Regions from separate parts of the Drosophila melanogaster genome. Here regions 2 and 3 are each linked to region 1. Evidence: chromatin contacts called from public Hi-C data. All regions are on one chromosome and are shown on one strand. The core of a region is the stretch at or near the end of the contact, and the rest is flanking DNA. Distances in the headings are between cores, read along the strand shown. Region 1 holds the start of Eip75B (Ecdysone-induced protein 75B). Region 2 overlaps Eip75B (Ecdysone-induced protein 75B). Region 3 overlaps Eip75B (Ecdysone-induced protein 75B).

Region 1 (2,652 bases), core at 97-2,596:
GAAAATCAAGGTTACAAGATGCTGTTCCCTTCAAACCTATCCCACAGCGTGAAAGACAATGAAAGCCAGATCCATAAGAGTGCAACCCCCGATGCTGGCTAAAATCGAAGCTCATAAAGGAAGTATCTCTGCCTGGGACCGACCTTACCAAACAAAAAGTAGCCCATCGAGTGTCTAGGAAACCGCTTGTCCTCTTACTCCTTTCTCGCCTTTTCTGCTTCGCGGCCCTTTGATACCCACTCGCTTTCCACACCCCAAGTCCAAGAGTCTGAAGTTTGCTTTCATTTCGTTGCCCGAGGGGTTGCAACTCCAGACAGACAGGGACCGACAACCAGGATCAGAAAACCCGAGAAATCCACCCACTCGCCGACTTTTTGCAATTATTTTTAATTTCTGTGCTACGACAACTCCCGGAATGCCAAAACTTTGCAACCCCAAAAGAAGCACGCAAAAGGGGCAAGTCACTCCAGGCGGGAACCACGATATGTACTACTGTACACGTCAGAAACATGGAAATAAGCTTGGAAAGCCCGGTACAGGGCAACTTGAAATGTTGCGATATCGAGATCATTAATTTGGCCTGTCTAGTTGGATAATGATTATTTTATTATTTCTTTTTATTGATAGTTCATCATTTAATGAGTTCCTAAAAATTTTAATATAGGTTGGTAGGGATTTTTATTTTTTTCCAAGCTAGTAGTAAAATATATTTGGGTTATTAAAGGATGAAATCAACACACACCTTCCATATGTTCCACATGAAAACATCAGCAAATTTCTAAAAAATTCTTTCTAATTTAGCTAAACCAAAAAAAAATTAACATAATGCTCTAAAGAACTTGTTTAGTTGTTTAATTGTTTAAATAATTTTTCAAGTTTCAAGATTTCAGATTTCTTAAACTGAAAAATTAGCATGATTTCGATTTCTTTCTAGCGGGCATCCACTGTGGCGACGTACACGTCCGCGCCTGAGTTCCATGTTCGGCGTCCATTGCACCCCCAATCTGCTTTGTACATTGACTTCTCTGCTCCGCTTTGTTCTCTGCATTCGCTGCAGGTTCTGGCTCTGTCGGCCTTCCGCTCTGCTCTTTCTCTCTATCACTCTCTGTAATGGTGATGGTGCTCTCCCTTTTCTCTCTCTGTAGCCACTGTGCATTCCCATACCACGACCTACCTTACCCACACCCACAGTGCGCTGCCGCTGCACAACTCCCGCCCAGGCAGCGCAGTCGGCGTCGACGGCGACAGCGCAGTTCGTTTTCATATTGAAAGTAGAATTTTTCACTTTTGCGAAAATTTGCAGTCCAGTCTCGGTCTGGTCTCAGTCATTTTGAATACGTCATGTGGAACGCACCGTCACCGTCGCGTTCCGTCCTCTGTCGCGCTTTTCCTCTTCTGCGCAATCGTCTTACCAATCGGCGGTTAACTTTCGTTTGTTAGCACCAGAATTCGATCGGGACAAATAGCAATCCTCTGAATGCAGATACAAAAAGTATCTGCGTGATGCGTCCGAATAAGTGGTGAACTCTTTGTACGTGAATTGGATTAAGGCAGAGTTGTGTGAGTTTTGTGTGCCAATTCGATGCTATATAAATATCACAAGTAACAAGGGAAGCACAAGGACAGTCTTTTCAATCACAATCAGAATAGTGCAAACAATTGCCAAAGTTTAAAATTTTAAGCTGTGACAATATTAAATACAGAAATATCTATAAAAAAATATGGTGTAACATATTATTGTGTGCAAGTTAACACTCGTCGTCATTGAAAATAATTCAACTAACAGAAATCCTTTATATATAGGATTTGTGAAACTGATCTATCTTTAAATAGAAAACTTATGCTTAAACTCATGAACCATTCAACAAAATTCACTTAACTGCGCATAACTGAACGATGTTAAGCATATACATATGTATAAGCATTATGTGACTCATGAAAGCATAAAAAACGGTCAAATAATATCAAGAACGAAAAATGTGCATAGAAATGCTCTCAAATTGTTTTAAAATAATAAACGAAGCAAAAAGTAAAAATATAAAATTTGAAATAGTTGAACAAAGGTTTGCGAAGTACTTAACAGTTCATACAATCGAAAGCCTAAAAGTTAAAAGTAAATTAAAAGCAGGTTGCTAAACTAAACAGAACAATACGAAAACCGACAAACATAAGATAGAAAAGTGATCATTTTATATTGCACAAAACCATGTATAAGGGTCGCATGACCTTTAACTCTCGGATATCAGGCGTAACTAAGTCCTCAATTAGATGGTTAAATTTATTGACCAAAAAAAACGAACTCGAAAGCACTTATCCTTCCTGCTGAATAAGCTCCTTTTTTGGACCCATTCCCCGGCTGTCTGACTCATTCCACTCGGATGAAACTCCGTCTGGAGTTGCAACCCTCATTAGAGGCGAGCCACACCCCCTGCAAACAGAACGCAGCCCCACCACCCAACGCCCCCTGGCAACTCCGCTGAAATGCAGAGACCCCAAGAAAACAGAGGAGGAAAGCTAACAGGGGATCTGCAGCCCGTTAACAGAGCGCTGCTTGCTCAACTGTAGACGCCCTGTTAGACTCGCCTTGGTGTGGGTGAACTTGAACACACATACACTCACGTGCTCTATTTCTCTCGGCGCTCTCTTTTTATT
Region 2 (2,652 bases), core at 56-2,555, 61 kb after region 1:
GCAGATAAACCAAACAACAAGAAGCAACAGAAGACGAGGTCCAGAAACGAGTTCAAGTACAATCCCAGAACCAGAAAAGAACCGAGAGGGAGTGAAAAACGTATACAGGATTTAATGGGGAAATGGAAAATGCTGTGGAGCATCAAGCCGTGGAGCATTTTCTGGAAATTTCCTTGACGCGGCAAACAGGAAACCCACTGATCAGGCTAAATGGAAAATTCGAGTTAGTGCTGGTTAATGTGTATTAAAAACACACGTTTTAATTTCATTTATTTTAAATTTAAAGAAGATTTAAAGAAATGGTTAAAGATTGTTTAAAGAATTGTATAAATTACAACATTTGACCTCTCGACCTTCTCCTTAGCCTTTGTGAACTTTTCATAGTCCATGGAAATTTTTGCAAGTCTAAACACATATCGGTTCTTTGATAATTTTTGGCACTTGGCTCTAATTGTTTATGCAGCAAACAAAAACTAATAACTATTTATGGGCTCGTGCAAACAAGAGGAAGTGGTGGCGAAATGGAGGAAAGCAGTTCAACAAACTGAGACCAGGCCATGGTCAAGATGTGGCTGTATTATTTAGAATTTTTGCAGTTCCTAACAGGCGATAAAAACAACACCACAAACGCATGAGCAAAAATTCTGACGACCTTGGCTAATAAAAAGCGTGGGCAGGGAAAGCTTTGCATAGATTATGTAACTGTACCCGAACTATCAGTTGTCGTGGACCTTGAAAACCCTTATCGAATCTTAACCTTTTGCAAAAACTACGAAAATACAGCGAGTCCGGAATAAATAGAAATCAACTGCTGATAAGCACACCTGTACACCCGCTACCCCTTTTCCGCCCACACACTGTGACTTGTTCTATTAGCTATTTTTATCAGAAACAAGAGGACCAACAAATATGGGAATGAGAGAAAAAGCATTTTTAATATGGAATATACATACCCTTATATTGTTATTAAAAAGAATAAGTATTTCCATATTCTTTTACATAAGTAAGTTCGAAATCAATTTAAAAACTTCTAAGAATTATGATTTTTGTAAAAATCGAAGTAGGATTGGCCTCGTACATATATACATACATATAAGCTAAATATTAAATATTAAAAATAAATAAACATTCTTCTTAATTTAGAAAACAATCATATATAACATGGTACCCTCATTAAAAAGGGTATTCGAAAAAGTGACGCGGAGGAACAAAGCGCTCAGAGGGAGACGGAGATAGACAGTGGAAAAGAGACGGGCATATAGGAACAAAGATAAGAGAACTCTGGGCCGAGGAATTTGTGCTGCTGACCTTCATTTCGGTTTCGACGCTGATAACAAAGACTCACCGATAAGAGACTAACTGTCACTGCTTTCCCATTAGTGTGTGTGTGTGAGGGTTTATTATTATTATTATTATTATTTAAGTTTGCTGGCTGGTTACGTCGATAAGGCGCATGTGGTTCCACTGTACGCGTAGTTCTCACACACACGCCCGATTAGTGGCCATTATGACATAGGCTTTGCCCCAAAACTATTATGTCTTACGGCTTTTATCAGTTTTACACGTGGGTGATGAACTTCAGGGGGTAGTACTGTACTTACAGGTGTTATTGGGACTTACCTGGTAATCGAAGGCATTTCCAGACGGGAAACTGTCTGAGAAAGCGAAAGAATAGTGAAATATTACGTGAACTGTGCGATTAGATTTTGTATTATTGCACGATATTTGTGAAGAACCTTGATAGGAATGTATAAACTGAACCAACAAGTGCATATCTAGACATATAAACTACTTAAATTGTATAAGTTTAAATGACAAATCTAATTTGAATTATTCAGATACTCTTGCCAAGGTGTGTAGAGTTCACATCATTTATCAAATCTGATATTTTTGCCAGCCTAATTTTATCGCCGATTTTAATAGCGATAGGGTCCCTTGTCTTCACTGGGGGCAACCTTCAGAATACATATCATGCATATGTACATTCGGATCGTTCTTGTACCCATCGCCCCTTCGCCATGACATCATGAACCAGCCCAAAAATTATGCGTAATCAACGACACAATCCTACCAGAACAACCAAAAGTGCCGGAAAAAAGAAGGCACGCAAAAAAATTAAATTGCTCGAGTACGAAAAATCACTATAAAAAAAATTCGGCACAGCTAAAACGAGAAAAAAAAACAAAGAAAAAACAACACAGGCGGAATACACACATTTTCAATGCGTAAGCCGCAAAATGGTTGGCCTTCAAATTGACCGAGTTCATGAACGCGGACGGGCGGACGGATAGACCGGCGGGCTCACGCACCTTCTCATTGTGCGTTAATTATATAGATACAGATACTCAAACACATAGATAAACCAAAGAGCGATAGACGAACAGACAGACAGAATGGGGAGTTACGCAATGTGAAACTGGTTTCGGAGTTCTAAAATCTACTTGCCCAAATTGTTAACAACTAATACGGGGAAGTTTCTTTTTATTTATTTTATTTTATTTTTTTTTTTTCTTATCGTATTTACCTTACCCCTGCGATGGCAAGCTTGATTTTTTTTTTTGGCAAATTAAATCCAGCGACAAAATGCACAAGGAAAAATTTATAAAAGAGTCGTTCAACTTGATCAGTGGAGTAGCACGGAAGCCTTCAACC
Region 3 (2,652 bases), core at 97-2,596, 35 kb after region 1:
CACTATTCGTTGTAAGATAGAAGTCCCTTGACTTTTTTATTGATTTGTTTAGTTCACAGATTTGATTGATATTAGATCTTGGTATGCTGGTATCCTTGTGTGCGATATTTCCTGATTAAATTTAATGCCGCTCTCAACTTTCCAGTTTCTGTAAACATCCCATCTCGCTCGCACAGTTGTGACCTAATGACCTAGCTGTGTACAAGCTTTTGTCGGCCTACTTTGCAAATGGAAGATACATAAGCTCCCCCACTCTTTAGTCACCTACAACTTTCCACCCAACGACCACATTACACTTAAATTTTAAGGTGTCACATATGTTTTAGCTTATTGAAAACCAACAATATGACGCCCTTTTTTCGGATGAACCCTCTGTGTTTATTAACTTCTTAAGTGTATTGGTATTTGTAAGGAACTTGTTTATTTTTCGCTGGCTCACCTAATGCGCATTAACTGCCGAAAAATACACACGAAAATAAGGAATATCATATTCGTATGTGTGCAAATGTTTGTGGACTGCCTCAATACTTCCTCGCAAAGCTTTTCCGCATAATTTTCCCGCTTCCTTTTTGTAGAGCTTTCCCAATAAACACGGCAACAAATGTCGCACGCGCTGCGCCAACAACAAAAGCAACCACACTCGTGGAAACTGCTGATTAAATATACACATAATATGAGAACACTGGCGTTAAAAATGTGCACACACCGATATACATAAAGCAAACCAAAATTTTTACAGTAGATGCTCTAGAACCAGAAAATAAAAAACACGCCATTCATCAAATATAGTATTACTTTGTAAAAGAATTTACATAGCAACCTGAATTTCAAATAAATGCAAAAGTTCAAAGATCTCTAAGGGATATATTTTAAGCACATTATTAATAAAGTTAAAGTTTAAAATCTTTTTTAATTTAAACTGAATATCACGCTTAGATTCATTGGCTTAATATAATTTCTTAAAACGTAATTGATACGCATCTGTCTTCGATTCGATTTTATTATTAATCAATTTATTATTCGATTTTGAATTGATTTAACAAGAAATCATATCAAAATTTTTTCTAGTCATTCACTGTATATACCAGAATATTTATCAATTTACAAACATAGTGTATACATAAATATGAAAGAAACAGACGCAGAGAAAAACAGCCGAAAAGCCCACCCGCAGTCGACGTCGACGTCAGCGTCGCTGTTGTGTGTGTTGCTTTTGTTGTTTGCCGAGTAAATAGGTGAACGACCGTCGATAATACGCGACCTTCAAAATAATCTGGGCCAAGTGCTGTCCCAGTGCGCGGTGGTACACATGTATGTGTGCCTGTGTGTATCTGTGTGAGCGTTTGTATCTGAGAGTGCCGTACACTCACGCACTCTCTCTCACACTCTCGCCCACATCCACCCCCTTAGCTCATATTCTTTGCTCTTTCTCTCTTTGTGTTTTTACGAGTGTGAACAACTTTTGTCGCCCGCTTTTGTTGTCTGCTGCTTGGAGAATCGAAACTATATTTATGCGTTTCCTATCACAGTTATTACAATGAATAGCAGCCCATATATTAGCTTAAATCACAGTTATTTTTACGATGTGGATGCATTGTTTAAAGTATTTACAGAATTACATTGGTAGGAATTTGAGTTAAAAATTCTATTTTAAAGATTGTTAAATCTATAAAAAAATTAATTTGCAAATGGTATATGTTATGTTATTATATATATGGTATTATATTTAAAAATGTATTTTTCTGTTCTTATTATTTATTTAATAAACACTATCATAGCTTATATAGTACATTATTGAATTTATTGCAATATATCACAAATCCTGATAAGCAAAGAAGAACGGTTAGCTTTTTAGTCACCTCAAAGCTTTTCTGAGCTTTTCACGCACTTTTGTGACGTTTTGAAGGGCCAAAGTCGTTGCACTTTATCCAGGACAATGACATGACACACACACACACACACAAGCGAAGCAGCACAAAATCCTTACACACATTTTGAAAGCACCGTCGGCTGACCATTTGTAAAGCCATTTGAATTGCATTGCAGGTATTTTCGGTTTTAATTAAAATTTTAAAATTGTCTTTCCTTCGTTTTTTGTCTTTGTCATCGTTTAGTGGGTGCCGAGGGCTGGGCAAGGGGATTTTAGGTGATAAAACGGTGGGTCACCATTTATCGGCGCCTTCTGTCCCATTTGCATGAAGTCGTATTGCTTTGGGGGTGAGCACAGTTCATGTCCTTGGACGAATTTCCCCGAGAGTTGAATAGACACTGAAGGTTATGCGCTCTATAAATGTATATGCATGACTAAGTGAGTTTCGTGAGAGGTTGAATGCATGGGAAACTACGTCAGCGGATCAAGCGACTTATGTGTGGTTGCGGTTAACTTTTTGAGTCCGGACAAGGAAAGTTCTGAATGAAGGCAATTGTCCTGTCATAAATTCAGTGTATGATTTTGCACTCCTAATAATATATGATCACTTGAAATCATAACACTTACATGTTGCCTTTTCAAAGTCTCCTAAACTAATTGGGCAAGCATAAACTTTTATATTTCATTAAAAGTTTCAATTTTCCTGCTTTGCATTGCACGGCTTGCAACCTTCCATTCTCTAACAAAAGTGCGTTTCTCCATTAAGTTGAGCCCCTTCTCCT

Evidence for each region. A called contact is a pair of places that touch in the nucleus more often than the background predicts.
Region 2: a Hi-C map of the Kc167 cell line shows a contact between it and region 1, with 6 times the contacts expected there. A contact is called at or near these places in 4 of 107 Hi-C or Micro-C datasets (the Clone 8 cell line, the Kc167 cell line, embryo and 1 more) and 1 of 7 datasets of targeted methods (the Kc167 cell line).
Region 3: a contact with region 1 is called in a Hi-C map of the Kc167 cell line, with 3 times the contacts expected there. A contact is called at or near these places in 76 of 107 Hi-C or Micro-C datasets (the Clone 8 cell line, the D17-c3 cell line, the Kc167 cell line and 27 more) and 5 of 7 datasets of targeted methods (the Kc167 cell line and the S2 cell line).

The regions. Positions count from the first base shown.
Region 1 is chr3L:18,063,390-18,066,041 of dm6, reverse strand. Eip75B (Ecdysone-induced protein 75B) reads left to right here and starts at 1,346. Exons shown (of 8, transcript NM_001259893.2): 1 at 1,346-1,531.
Region 2 is chr3L:18,001,989-18,004,640 of dm6, reverse strand. The region is part of intron 3 of Eip75B (Ecdysone-induced protein 75B); the gene reads left to right. Among named protein-coding and RNA genes, the nearest start is that of lncRNA:CR45921, 21 kb to the right of the region's middle.
Region 3 is chr3L:18,028,370-18,031,021 of dm6, reverse strand. All of the region lies in intron 3 of Eip75B (Ecdysone-induced protein 75B), which reads left to right. Among named protein-coding and RNA genes, the nearest start is that of lncRNA:CR45922, 8.6 kb to the left of the region's middle.